Linked DNA regions of Mus musculus: all the other regions are linked to region 3. A link is a contact called in public Hi-C and promoter capture Hi-C data. All regions are on one chromosome and are shown on one strand. Each heading gives the region's core, a stretch centred on a gene start, on an enhancer-like site or on the middle of the called end of the contact. The rest is flanking DNA. Distances are from core to core; before and after follow the strand shown.

The links. Promoter capture Hi-C pulls out the DNA fragments that hold promoters and counts their contacts. Hi-C and Micro-C count contacts between places; a contact is called where the count stands out from the background.
Region 1: a contact with region 3 is called in a promoter capture Hi-C map of pre-B cells, with 4 times the contacts expected there. The contact joins the promoter of Hnrnpll here to the promoter of Eif2ak2 in region 3. A contact is called at or near these places in 1 of 39 promoter capture datasets (pre-B cells) and 1 of 9 other capture datasets (liver).
Region 2: a Hi-C map of B cells shows a contact between it and region 3, with 5 read pairs. The contact joins the promoter of Dhx57 here to the promoter of Eif2ak2 in region 3. A contact is called at or near these places in 2 of 39 promoter capture datasets (hippocampal neurons and pre-B cells) and 1 of 484 Hi-C or Micro-C datasets (B cells).
Region 4: a promoter capture Hi-C map of embryonic stem cells shows a contact between it and region 3, with 3 times the contacts expected there. The contact joins the promoter of Atl2 here to the promoter of Eif2ak2 in region 3. A contact is called at or near these places in 5 of 39 promoter capture datasets (the 3T3-L1 cell line, embryonic stem cells, hematopoietic stem and progenitor cells and 2 more), 3 of 115 datasets of contacts at active chromatin or transcription factors (embryonic stem cells, large pre-B cells and pancreatic cancer cells) and 1 of 9 other capture datasets (embryonic stem cells).

Annotation. Positions count from the first base shown.
Region 1 is chr17:80,060,462-80,063,802 of GRCm38.p6, forward strand. Hnrnpll (heterogeneous nuclear ribonucleoprotein L-like) reads right to left here and starts at 1,807. Exons shown (of 13, transcript NM_144802.4): 1 at 1,196-1,807. The coding sequence starts at 1,531. 4933407O12Rik reads left to right here and starts at 1,761. Exons shown (of 2, transcript XM_006525248.3): 1 at 1,761-2,111; 2 at 2,212-3,001. The coding sequence starts at 1,779. The coding sequence ends at 2,337.
Region 2 is chr17:80,288,577-80,291,907 of GRCm38.p6, forward strand. Dhx57 (DEAH (Asp-Glu-Ala-Asp/His) box polypeptide 57) reads right to left here and starts at 1,900. Exons shown (of 24, transcript NM_001163759.1): 1 at 1,480-1,900. Morn2 (MORN repeat containing 2) reads left to right here and starts at 1,636. Exons shown (of 5, transcript NM_194269.2): 1 at 1,636-1,761.
Region 3 is chr17:78,881,036-78,884,270 of GRCm38.p6, forward strand. It overlaps Eif2ak2 (eukaryotic translation initiation factor 2-alpha kinase 2), which reads right to left and starts at 1,537. Exons shown (of 16, transcript NM_011163.4): 1 at 1,365-1,537. Gm26637 reads left to right here and starts at 849. Exons shown (of 2, transcript XR_876974.2): 1 at 849-1,046.
Region 4 is chr17:79,894,441-79,897,764 of GRCm38.p6, forward strand. It overlaps Atl2 (atlastin GTPase 2), which reads right to left and starts at 1,683. Exons shown (of 13, transcript NM_019717.3): 1 at 1,469-1,683. The coding sequence starts at 1,586. It also overlaps a transcript of Gm41625 not described here.

The DNA of each region.
Region 1 (3,341 bases), core at 557-3,056, 1.2 Mb after region 3:
CACAGTGCTCTTGCAAAGACAGCCCAAGAGCTTGACTCCCAGCACTCGAATCTGGTGAGTCGCAATGAAACTACCTGTAACTCTACCTCTAAGGAACACTAAAACCTTACTAGGCTGCCATGGGTACTTGTTATGAACCCATACATGTAACTTTTTTTTTATTTAAGCTAGACCAACAAAAATTCGAACTTTAGAAAGATAAGCGGCTTCTGATTAAAAAGGGTTGGAACACCTTAATTTTTGGAAGGTGTGCATAACTTCGTCAACTTCTGCTAAGATTTGATCTCAAATGTATTAAGTGTTTAAATAATATCTTAAGTCGTCAAGACCGTTTAAAGGCCCCCAAAAGAGTCAAAACCGTTCGGATTGGTTTGTTTCCTTAAAGTCTCCATGGAACTGAAGTTGTGGGTTGCGCTGTCCACATTCCTCCAGCCTCCAGCTAAACGTTTCTGATAAAGGAGGACTCGAGGAATGTGTGACTGAATTCCCACAGCTCTGCATTCATTTCCTTCTGTGGGGGACAAACTTGAAGTACATTATGAATGAAGAACTCTCGTCATCTGAACGCCTTTTATTTGACAGCAGGGACAGACACACACACACACACTTAGATCACCGGCCCACTCATTTCTGTAACAAGAAAACTTATCTTGGCCATTGCCTGGCCTGAATGAACCCCATGCCCACAAAGCCTTTTCTATAGAAAGATATTAAACTAGCGAGGGCTAAACTACGGGGAGAGCACGAGGGCGCAATTTGTCATTGCATCGCGGTTCCCACGGAGACGAGGCCACGAGAGCCTTCCCGTTATGGTTGCCCAGCGTGAGGATGATGCGGGTCGGGGAGGCCGGGTCCCCAGCACAGCCTCGGAGCCGGAGTTGCTCAACTAACAAAGAGCGGATCCCGCCGAGGGCGCGCGGCGCAGCCTCCCGGAGCGGAAGCGACACCCGCCCGCCCCCGCCGCCCCCACCCCGCTACCCTCCCCAAGTTCAGGGCCCGGACTCCGGGAGGCCCGGCACCCCAAGCCCACCCAAAGCCGGCATTCGGGATTCGGGGATCGTGGGCAATAAAGGAAAGAATCAGTCCGAGTCGCCAGCTACGCGCTCGGCGTGCACGCAGCGGCAAAGGCGGCCAGGCCGAACCCCCGCCGCCGGGCCCTGCTGGAGGGACGCGGCGCGGCGCCGCGCTTTGTTACCGTGGACAGGGGCATGCTCCGAGGGCCACCGCCGCTGCCACCTTCGTCGCCGCCGCTCCCTCCCTCATCGCCGTCGCCTTCGTCGCCTTCTTCTCCACCTTCGCCTTCCTCGCCGTCGCCGCCGCCGCCGCTGCCTCCGTCTCCGTCGCCTCCGTCGCCGCCGCCGCTGTCGCTATCGCTCCCCGCCTGAGGCGTCGCTTCCTGGCGATTCTCGCTCTCCTCGGCCGAGTAGACGATCTCTCCCTCCTCGGTCTTGAGGCGCTTGGCCTGGCTCTCGAACTCCCGGTCCTCCTCGTACGTCTCCTCCTTGGGGGAGGAGGAGGAGGAGGAGGACATGGCGGCGGCGGTGGAGACGGCGCGGGAGACGGGCCTCAGATGTCGCTGATCGGTCCCCGCCGCGGGCTGCGCCTCCTCGGCGCGGGTCTGAGCTGGCCCGGCGTCCTCCGCGGCGCGCTCCAGGAGCCCGTGACTGAGAAGGGAGCGCGGGCTGAGGGGACGCTTCCCTTTATCTCTCAGCCAGCCTCCAGCCTCTCCCTCCGCCAGCTTCGCGGCTCCCAGCCCCGGGGGGGACGCGAAAGTAAGGATGGGGCCGGGCCGTGGCTTCCGGTCTTCCCTCCTCCCTGATCCGCTCCCCGCCGCTCAGGCGGAGCCTCCACCCCGCCTTGACTGCCGCCGGGCGGGATGGGATCCAGGGCCCGAGAGTTTCCGCCCCCTTGCCGAACTTCCGCCTCCTATTGGAAGAGCGAAAGTCGATCTGGCTTCCAATTGGCTGGAAGAACTGCTCGTCAGAATCCCAGCCTGGACTCTCGCTGGGCTCCGGTCGGGACCGTGCAACGCCCGCTGCGCGCGGTTCCGCAGCGGTTGCAGCCCCGTGGCGGTTAGCGCTGTTAGGCCCTGGCCGCCGCTGAGATACCGGGTGAATGTGAGGAGCCGGCGATGCGTTCGGCAGAGTCGGGGCTGTGGGTGTTAACCGCCTTCCCGCTAATTTGAATGCTTTTCTTCTTCATTTTAAAAAGATGAGGGAGACCTGGAGAATCTTTAAAAAGATGAGGGAAACCTGGAGAATCTCCGCGCACCTAACCACACACAGCCCCCGAAAGCGCGTGGACTCTGCGCCACTAACTAAACAGAACAACCGTTAGCTGTTACTGACTGTGGCGAGCCAGCGAGATGATGCACACAGGTCTGCGCAGGGCATAGGTGACCTGCAAACCGGACCTATTGCTGCAGACATACCTATCCAAGTCCCTGCTGCAGTTACATATTCTCAACCTTCCTCTAAAACCCCTATTCTCACTGTTCTGAATGATCGTCTTCATTTTCCAAAATAGGAAACTCTCACAATCCTGTTCGTTTCCAGCCCACAACTCACTTCCTCTGTGAAGCCTAAAGACTGTTTTAAGGTTTTTAGCTGTTTCTATTTGCAAAAGGCCTTTGAATAACTAAAGGTGTTGTTTTAAAACAAAACAAAACTGGACGTGCTTAAGGGCAGGTACTGTGTTCATTTTTATAATCTAGTTCCAGTACAGTTCACCCCAACCCAATCCACCCCCGAATGGATTTCAGTGACCAACTTACTGGGTTGAAATTATGGTGTCTAGCTAGCAAGAAACCCACCGCGCCCTAAGTGCCCTGTTACTTTAAGCCTTGGAAAACTAAGATTCGTTCTGCGCACTTGTTTTGAACCTCTTCCTTTCCCAGTTGTGGGTTGTTCCCTCCTCTAGCCTGTTTTTTTTCCCCCAAAGGCATTTCTTCCCCCAGAAAGATGTGTGATCGTTCTTTTAACATATGTTGCTTTCTCCTTTATACTTTGCGTCGCTTGTCATTTTAGAATCCTAAGGAATCTAAGCGTTTCTGCAAACTGTACCACTGTGTGTGAGAGAGAGAGAGAGGCCGCTTGCAGAACTGAAAATTAGAAATATGTCTTTAAAATTAAGATAAGACTGACGTGTACCGAAGAAATATCAAAGAAGGAATTGCAGAGCTGGGGACAGATAAGGAAACGTCCTGAGCGAGAGCAACTGCATCCGCAGTCAGAAAAACACTGCACCAGTTTTGCCCAAAAGTTTTTGTCTGAGTCAGATGCTCCATACAAATTGACAGTGCAAAAGTTTCTGTGCAAGAAAGTTCAGGTACAAAAGTTTTA
Region 2 (3,331 bases), core at 650-3,149, 1.4 Mb after region 3:
ATTAGCTAGAATCAGGAAAGACAGTTTCTCCTAGGTGAGTGGGACCCCCCCTCCCCACAAGTGGCCAAACACCATAGAGAAACCAAACAAAAACACAAATAATGTCCTCTTTCAATTTAAAGTGTAAAACTTGCCAAGCAGTGGTGGCAGACACCTTTAGAGGCAGGTGGATCTGTGAGTTGGAAGCCAGCCTGGTCCACAGAGTGAGTTCCAAGCCAGCCAGGGCTACACAGAGAAACTGTCTTAGAAAACAAAAACAAACTAACAAACAACACCCCTCAATTATTTTAACTACTCTCTAACCCTAGATCCCCACTAGGCAAGACATCCTGAGCCCCAACCACGAGCTCTCCAAAGGACAGCAGTATATACATACACTCACAAAACCATAATGACATGAAATGATTAACATGTGACTGAAGGAATGGCACAAACTGAATTTTCAATAATCGCATTCTCCCACCCCCCTCCCCCCACCTTTATGTCTTTCCAGACAGGGTTTCTCTGTGTAAATAGCACTGGCTGCCCTGGAACTCGCTTTGTAGACCAGGTTGGCTTCAAACTTACAGAGATCCATCTGCCTCTGTTTCCAAAGGCGTGCACTACCACGCCCAGCTGCATATCGGGTTTTTGTCTTTTTGTTTTTTTTACGTAGGAAGAAAGGAAAACATCAAACATCTTACCACCCAAACCACCCAGCTGGGGTCAATTCATACATTGAGAAATGGCTGAGGAAAAAAAAAAGGCAAGAAGATTCTGTACTGACTTAAAACAAGTTGCCTCACACCAACCCAGAAAAGGTTACATTTTCAACTTGAGCTGTAATTTTCACGCAAAAATCTGAACCAAGATTTACCGATTATAGCGGCATCCGATATCACATTCCCCAGACGTTTTCTGTAGAATACAAATTAGGTTATCTAGTCCGCAGGGAGGAATCCCACTATCTATGTAGCCTGCTAAGATTTCATCTTTCTTTACCATAGACACTGGATCCAAGTTTGGCTCTAAAAGGATCCTTTGTTTCACACCCAAGTTTGGCTCCCACGTACAGCATCGTCAAGCTGAGGTGATGAAAACTGAACCCACACCGCTTGCCTCCCAGGCAAACCTCTGACCACTATACATTCCCCCAGCTCCATTCAGATACCTAGTCATGCAAGGTTCCTTTCTTCAACATCCATCTTCTCCAACCCTTTCCCCAAACAGCCCCTCGGGTCGCCACCGAGCCACAGACAGGAAATGGGGCTGGCGCCCCTCCTTTTCAACCTTGCTCGGAGCCGTGGGTGTGGACGACCTCGACTGCAGATCCCGGGGTTCCCCAGGATTCTGCAGGTCCAGGTTCACTGCCCCTGGGCTGACAGGCAGGACCATAGGGGCTGCATGGTCCTCGGATGTGATCACTAGAGAGGGGAGGCGGCAGGCGGGCCTGGCAACCCCGAACCCGCGCGGCCCCGCACATGCCACGTCAGGCCGTACCTGGCTCGTAGCGTTGCTGGCTGCGGAGCTCAGGAGGCGGCACCCAGGGTCGGGGTCCGGGCTGGGTTCAGCTTCCCTCTTGGACCTCACCCGCAGCAGCCGCCCCGCCCAGGTGTCTTCTGATTGGCTTCTTGCACTTTTGCTTCCGGGTGAGAGGTCGCCCGGTCGCCCCAGCAACCGAGGCCCGCTCTGTCCTAGAGCCCAGCTCCCTCCAGCCTGCCGAGCTGGCGAGCCTAGGGGAATCGCAGAGTCGCGAAAGCCTGTCCTTCACGTCTCCATCAAGTGAGTGCGCTTCCTCTCGGGAGCTGATGGACCCGGAGCCAGCCGCAGCATCCACTCTGGGGTGGAGGGGCACCGACAGCCCGGCGTCGGGGGATCCGGAGATACAGCGTGGGCCCCCGAGTCTGTGGGTTCGCTGTGCCTATCACTCCGGATTTGTTTCCTTTACGGTGCCAGATCAATGGCAGAGGTTCCTGCTAACTCACATAATCCAGAAATTTGAATGTGGAAACGTCACCCCCTTATTTAGAGAATATTAGTTTCTGTAATCGAACTCACACAGATAAGGTTTTACCTATGTAATACAGTGAAGTAAGCCTGTACAAATGGAAAAGAAATTAGCTTGATGTTTCTAGACTAATATGGCTGCTGATTTTGGTACAATGACAACTCAACATGGTTGAAAACACAAGTACAGTTTTCAAAAATTAAACGTGTGTTTAATATATATACATATTTAATATATTATATAATATATATTAACATATAATATATTAATATTATTTTAAATATAGGTATATGTTTATATGTGTATATATTTATATATGTGTATATATTTTTATATATGTATATATATCTATGTATATGTATAAAGAGCAATAATAGTATGTTATGCATCAGTAATAACAACAGCTTTTTCAGGTCCTGTAGTCATCTGAACAAAATTGTAGACGTCTAGCCTCGCCTTAAAAACAAACAAACAGAAAAACACCACCAAACAACTAGAAACAGCACAGGTCTGTGACCATTAGGGTACCAGCACAATATATATATGTATATAAGTATACACATATACATACATGTGTGTGTATTGTACATATATAATTATATGTATATTATATATATGTATGTATATTATAGACATATAATTAGCTTTTAAATCATCTGTAAAGAAGACATCCTGAGTAATATTGGAACCATCTTTGATAAAGCTACCAATTCATATCATGCAGCAGGTAGGAGATATTTTACACTCACATGATACAGTGCTGCCCCCACATTTGTAACACTAGAGGGCGAAAAAGGCATTTGAGACTTCTTTTTACTTTTTTCAGCAGAGGGCCAAATGCTGGTGTGACATAGCTCTGTAAAAGAAGTGCACTCTTTTAGATAGGAATTCCTTTCAGTAGTGTTCAAAGTATTACACTCTCACGAAACAACAAACAAACAAACAAAACCAAAAAAAAAAAAACCCTGAAAACCAAAAAGGGGAAACATTTCCCCGAGATAAAGCCGTACAAGACTATGCTCATCAAACGTGGAAATCTGAAGAGCGGTTGAGGACTGCTTCATTTCCTGTATGATCAGTTGTGTTTAGTAGTGTCCTGCTTAGTAGGCGTTTAATGATTCTGTCTCAAGAGCCATTCATTCCCTAGATAAGCATTTTCTGTTTGTACTCAATACCGAGTCAGGTGGTGGGAGGACATTTCATCGATCTATGGTCCCTATTTTAGTGTAGGTGACTAACTACACATAAGCATTGCTTTACTAAGACCCCTAGTCCTGGAACCAGAGGAGTTTAAGGATGAGAAGAAGTCAGACAGACTTTGCAGAGGGGCCATCTACAGAGTTG
Region 3 (3,235 bases), core at 287-2,786:
TCAGCCCCCAATAAATTCTTTTTAAAAATCAATATAACAGTTGTAACTGAAAAAGGAATGAAGGTACCAGAACTATAATAAGGGCTTGGTACAAATGAATGAATAAGTCCACTGGGGAATGAATGGCTAGGTACGGTCCAATCCATGCTCCCAGGAGTTGGAACCCTTTGTCTAGGGAGCAATTTTATTCACCTCTCAGGATGGGCTGGCCTTCTGTGATGCTGCAGGGGCAACTAGAATCACTCCACCTCACCACTGTATTGACAGGTGGGATTCCTATAAAGGAATCAGGATGCTTACCAGGAAGCTGCTCTCAGCTCTCAGTCGCTCACCCAAAGAGCAGCCCATCACATGCACCAACAAATGCCACCTGCTTGTCTCACCTATATCCTGAAGACCCTGATCTTTCTCCTTCCTGAAGACTGTAGGACCCCAGAAGGCTGAGCCCCTCCAGTCGCTGCTTCCCATACAACATGCATTCAGCTAGTATATGATATATAAAGGAGCAAGCTGCACACAGTGTTTGGGTCCCTCCAGGGCCGCAGGGCAAGCTGAAAAACAAGCACACACTCTGCCCTGAGAGTGTCTTTAACTCCAGGGGGCAAGGCACGGTTAGTACTAAAGGTGCAACAGGGAATCCCGTTTCTCTAGAATTCAAGGTTATTTATGAATTACCATCCACTTAACATACATGGAACGAGCACCTGTCAGGGATCAGGTGCTAGGCTTATACAAGCCAATGAAAACTGCTCTTGGGATCTTACTGGTAGAAGGAAAAAGACTAATTCTAGTACTAAGTACTAGTTGGAAGATTGAGAAAAATATGGGGCAGGGGACGGGGGGCGCTGGCTATGAGGGCAGAGTGGAGTTTCTAGCTTAGGGAAGGTAATTCATATCATTGGCTCTGTGAAAAGGACTGGATAGACAGATCTGCCCAGGAAGTCACTTGGGGGTGGGGTGAGGTGGAAAGGGCTTTCCAGGAAGTAGAAACAGGCAGCATGAAGGCAGGAGTTGGAGGGTATTTGGCTGTGGCCCAGAACCACCAAGTAAGTCTGAAAGTGGTGGGCACTGGGCGGGGGAGTTGGGAGAAGAAGGGGGAAGGGGAGGGGGAGGCGCGGGGGGGGGGGTTGCCTGACCATAGCGGCTGGTGGAGGATGGAGCAGGACCCGCTTGTCACAAAGGACAGCTAATTGGAATGCCATGACTGTGCAGCACAAAGTCTTGGCGCAGAATTCAGTCTCTGGGTCATTCAGGCTTCTAGAGTTCCCTCCAGAGTTTTAAGTCATTGGGCTTGTCATTTTCCTTCTGGGTCCCTTTTCCTGCAACCGCTATCCAGGAGTGGGAAAATAGCCCTCAGGTCTTACCAAAGTTTCTGGATCCGGACAGTGGCTCGCTCCCTGGAGCAGGATTCGAATTGTACTTCAGGTGCAGGCTCTGAAATCTATTCGCCCTCCGTTCCCTGCCGCTGCTGCTGCCCATGGAAGTCCGGGCCTGGCCGGTTCTCTTCTGTTTCGTTTTCCCGGCGGACTCCGCCTTCCCACACTGCTCTGGGCCCCTCCCGCACCGGCTCGCACCCGCGAGAAGTCAGGTAGGCGTGTCGCCTCTGTACCCCAGCGCGGGAGCCAAGGTCCGGGCCCGCCTCCCCTCTCCTGTGCAACTGCAGTAACTGCCAGCTTCTCCAGGTTTCGGACACTTCCTGGCTTCCATTCTGGGAAAGCTCTGCAGGAAGAAGAAGGAGAAACCCAAGCCTCCTGCTCCTGGATCAATGATCACAATCTACTTTTCAAAACAAACTTTGAGGAAGCAACTGGGCACATGGATGCTACCGAATTCCGATGTGCAGTGGGAGATACTGAGTAACTCGCCTCTCAGAGGGTCCAGCCAAGCTATGTCTGTGACAATTGAAGTCCAGGTTTGTAAACGTTAGTCTCCTTCCCCTTTCACACTGCCATGCCAAGGAGGACATAGCCATCTTGACAACATTGGCCAGAGGGTTGAAGAATTCTCTCTTAAATCTATTTGTCCAGCCCTCAGCAGTTACCTGCTAGCCCCTTGTTGCATATCACTCACCAGGCCAGGCCCCTGTTAAGATCCACCTGCTCCCAGAAAGGCCACAAGGAATGTTTTATCACAAGGCCAACACCAGCAGTCCCTGCTTAATAAGGAACCTTGCCTGAGCTGGAGAGATGGCTCAGCAGGTAAAAGCACTGACTGCTCTTCCAGAGGTCCTGAGTTCAATTCCCAGCAACCACATGGTGGCTCACAACCATCTGTAATGGGATCCGATGCCCTCTTCTGGTGTGTCTGAAGACAGCTATAGTGAACTCGTATACGGGTTAAAACAAAATTAAAAAAAAAAAAAGAAAAGAAAAGCAATCCTACCTTCCTGTAAGACTGTAACACACTCCCATAATGGAACTTGCTGGCCCAGGACTTGAGGGTTTAGCTTGTGGCACACTGCCCAGTGACACATCTTCATGCCTGCACTCTGAGCTGAGCACCATCCCTATGAGGAGAACTCAGGAGCTAGAATTAGAACCGGGAAATTGTACTCCCAACATGGCAACTGGTGAGAGATGGAAAAGTCCCAAGACAGAGCCCCCAATTTCACAGTCAACATTGCTGTGCCCACTCCTTTCTTCTTCCTTTCCTGTAAGGTAGGAGAACAACAGCCTAACTTTTCTTGTAGCGTGGATCCTGGGTGTAATTTGAGGTCTCTAATGTGAAAAGCCCGTGACCAGATCAGCCTCGATAAACTCCCGCTCCCTACTATAGCACCTTAAATGAACACCCGACTACCTAGGGAGAAGCTGACAGCGAGATCTCTGCAGACATTTCTCTACTGAACATTCACAATGGATGCCATTCTGCTCACTCTACCTATTCCATTCTAGGTGGTTTACTCTTGGCATTTCCAAAGACCCATGATCACCATAATTTCTTCGGGGTCTTGGAACATCTAGCTGAAGTGTTAGCCACTGAAAGGGGTGCCTCTGGATCTTTCTGGAGGCGAATGGTTAGGGAGCAAGTGTGCAAGTGATGTACACCCAATCTTATCAACTCCCAATATTCTCCACGAGTTGGTGAGTGTTTTGTTTTGAGATTGGCATGTAGTATAGACTGGCTTCAAATTTGTCGTGAAGCTAAAAGTGACCGTGAACTTCCAGTTTTCCTGTGTTCACCTCCAAGATCCATACCACAATGCCTAGTCACTGTAGTGTTGGGGAAGAGACCA
Region 4 (3,324 bases), core at 433-2,932, 1.0 Mb after region 3:
ATCAAGTATGTTGACACTACATCTCAAACTGTTCTCACACACACACACACACACACACACACACACGGATTCCAAAACAAATCAGCCACCTAAGGTTTTTAAAAAGCCTCTCTGGAAGTATTTCCAAGGGCAGAGGGCTACCACTGTAAACAGTTCTGACAAGAGTTTGTAGTTGACAGGTTAACAAACCTCATTTCTTTTTCTCGTTCGAAAATTCTAAGTTATCCTCACCTCTGACATATGTCCAAGAGCTACCATAAATGGTGAAATGTAAATTAAAGTTTTCTATAAAGTGTCTGTGGTAAATATTTAATCAAAATGTTTTAAATTTTATCCAGTAAAGCCTTTATCAGATTGTGGAAAAGGAAATACAAAAGCGATCTCATACCCGGTGTGTTTACTCTACGCTTATCTTGACCTCAGGTATCTAACCCTAAGCCCTTACGATTTCTAAGCCTTTGAAAAACTTTTCCGCCTTTAACCATCGCAACTCTCAATAAGGACTTCGTGCGTTCAATTCGCACCACGGTGAAAGATCAAATGCTACACTCCTAAAAATAGGGGTGCTGTGAGTGAGAGCAACACACAACACCGCGCTGCCAACGCAACTGCGTCTTCGACGGGGTAGGGGCGCCATGTACACACACATACAGTAGGAGCTCACATTCAGCAAAACCCAGGAACGACGGGATCAGGTGACTTCAAACCAGACACTCTCAGCCTGAAGCGAATGACTCGCAGCCCCAGGGCTCCTAACCCCAGTCTGACAACCGGAGCCAACACTTGCAACCCTGGCCAATCCACGCACAACTCGTGCGAATGGGTTCGGCGGAGCCAAGAGCTGGTGAAGCTGAAGCTGAGCCCGGGCCCCAGCCCTGGCCTGCGGACTGCGGCTCCCATCGGGAAGGAAGGGTGTGTGAGTGTGTGTGGTGTGTGTGTGGAGAGAGCTCTGCGACCTGGCAGCCAGGTGCCAGCGGTTCCCGCGTCCACCGCCACCGCGGGGCCCAGCGCGTCCCGCTCGTCCCTCCCTTCCCGGCCCGCGTCAGGCACCCAGGGCAGTGAGTGCCCGCCGGGTGACCGATCCCGTACCGCCCGCCGACCTCCGCGCGTCCCGGCCCCGTGGCCCCGGCTCAAGGCCGCCCCCTTGGGTCGGGGCGGACACCGCGGCGGCCACGCGGCGGCGGCGGGCAGGGGGCCGGGCTGCCCGTTCCCCCGGCAGCTGGGAGAGCCGAGGCCCGCGGGCCGCCCTCTCAGGCCGCGCGGCGGAGCGTGGGGCGCGGCTGCCGCTAGGCCCTGCGAGCGAGCGAACGAGCGTGCGAGCGAACGGGCGGCCGCGGCGGCCAGAGCCGAGCCGAGCCCAGCCAGCCGCGGTCTTCGACCCCAGCGGGCGACCGGTGCCCGCCAGCCCGAACGGCCGCAGCCTCCCCGACTCCCGGCCCCCCGTGGCCTCGGCCCCTCCGGCCCGTACCTAGGGAGGTCGTAGACGAGACGTGGTTAACTCCGACGCTCGAGTCGCTGGTCTGTCGCCGGCGCCTCAGCCCCTGCTGCGGCTGCTGCCTTCGCGCTGCCTCGTCCCCCTCCGCCATCTTGTACCGATTTAAAATTAACTCCCCACTGACGTCAAACGCCGCCGCCGCTTTATCAACCTCCCGGGAGCCGGCGGGGCGGCCTGCGGGTCCTAGCGCCGCCCTCTGACTTGCGCGGCCCAGACACGCCCAGCCACGCCCATCAGCGCCCTCGCTCCTCCTCCGCCCGGGCCAACCTGCCGCGGAGCTCCGCAGCTCTCAGACTTCTAAGGAAGAGTTGGGGAACCCCCACTGCGGCCGGCGCCATCCCGTCCCTACCTTCCCGCTCTCGGGGCCACACCCCCTTGCCGCAGGGCGGAGAAGGCATCTCCAGTCCCTCCTTTCCCAATTCTCTTCGCATCTCTAACGTTGACTCTGCACGTGAGGTTACATTCGCATCCTTTCCCTCCTAGCTTTCTTACCCCCAGCCCTCTTCCCTGCGAAGCCAGTGCCTGGCTTCTCCTGATATCTTGGCCCTACACAGAAAGGTTTTCTCTTTCCACCACTATCCTACAATTTGTTTGCATTGGCTCCCCATCGCCTTCTGAGGCTACTTTACCCTCTCAACTATGCATATCTGAAACCCAAAAAAATACCGCTCTGATCAGAGAAGGAATTCTAATACATCCTCTCCTAACTGTGATGAACCTTCTTCTGGGGATCCACTGGCATCATGTAGAAAGTTCGAGAAACTTTATAACAGATACGTCAACCTGTGGAGGCAGCTGTGGAACACAGTTCTTAGTCTCATGAATTTGTACCACAACCATGGCTGCAGGAGAAAATCCTTTTCTCTTGAAAAAGTGGGAGCCCAGGTGTCCAAATGATTGTCTTACCCCAACCTCTTAAGCCTATACTTTGCAACCTTTAATTCCACAAAACCTCTAGAAAAAAACCGTTAGTGTCATCAAACTTTGGAGGGCATCATTCCAGATGGGCTTTGGTTGAACTGTCTGGGGATTAAGTCACCTGTTCTCTATCTTTGGAGACACAGATTGTGAGTTCCTTCTGCACTAACTCTGTGTGCTGCTCCCATGTTTCCTGAGCAACCTAGTAAGGGACTTGCTTGATAGTAGGTGTGCTTGCTTGCTTGCTTTTCTTTTCTTTCCTTTCCTTTTCTTTTCTTTTCTTTTCTTTTCTTTTCTTTTTTCTTCTCTTTTTGTTTGGTGGTGGTGGTTTTTCAAGACATAGTTTCTCTGTATAAACCTCTGTATAAGCCTTGGCTATCCTGGAACCCATTTTACAGACAAGGCTGGCCTCAAATTCACAGAGCTTGCCTACCCCTGCCTCTTGAGCGCTGGGATTAAAGGCATGGACCCCCACGCCTGACCTTAGATTTTCTTTCATAATCTCTCTCTGTGATAACTATTGGAGATTGTACACTCCGCGGTGTGCAGGTGCTTGGGCATGAAAGAAGATGTCAAGATGAGGATTTTTGCCTTCAAAGACCAAAATCCCATTTATTGTCAGTGGTTACATGACACTGAGCACACCCTATCAGATATCCTGGGAAAGTTAGTCATTCCCAAAGCTGTGCTGCTGGCCAACTGGTCTTCAGAGGGGGTTCTACTCGCAGACACTGGCATCTCATCAGCTCTGCTACAGCACCCCAGATAGAGCCACACCTCCTGGATCCAGTGAATATAGAGAAACCTAACTCAGGTCGTCACAGAATGAACACTGACCCACGGTCAAATCCAAGTTTAAAAAGCCACCTTCATTATAGTTACCTCTCTTCTATTCAAACCAAAGAGACACA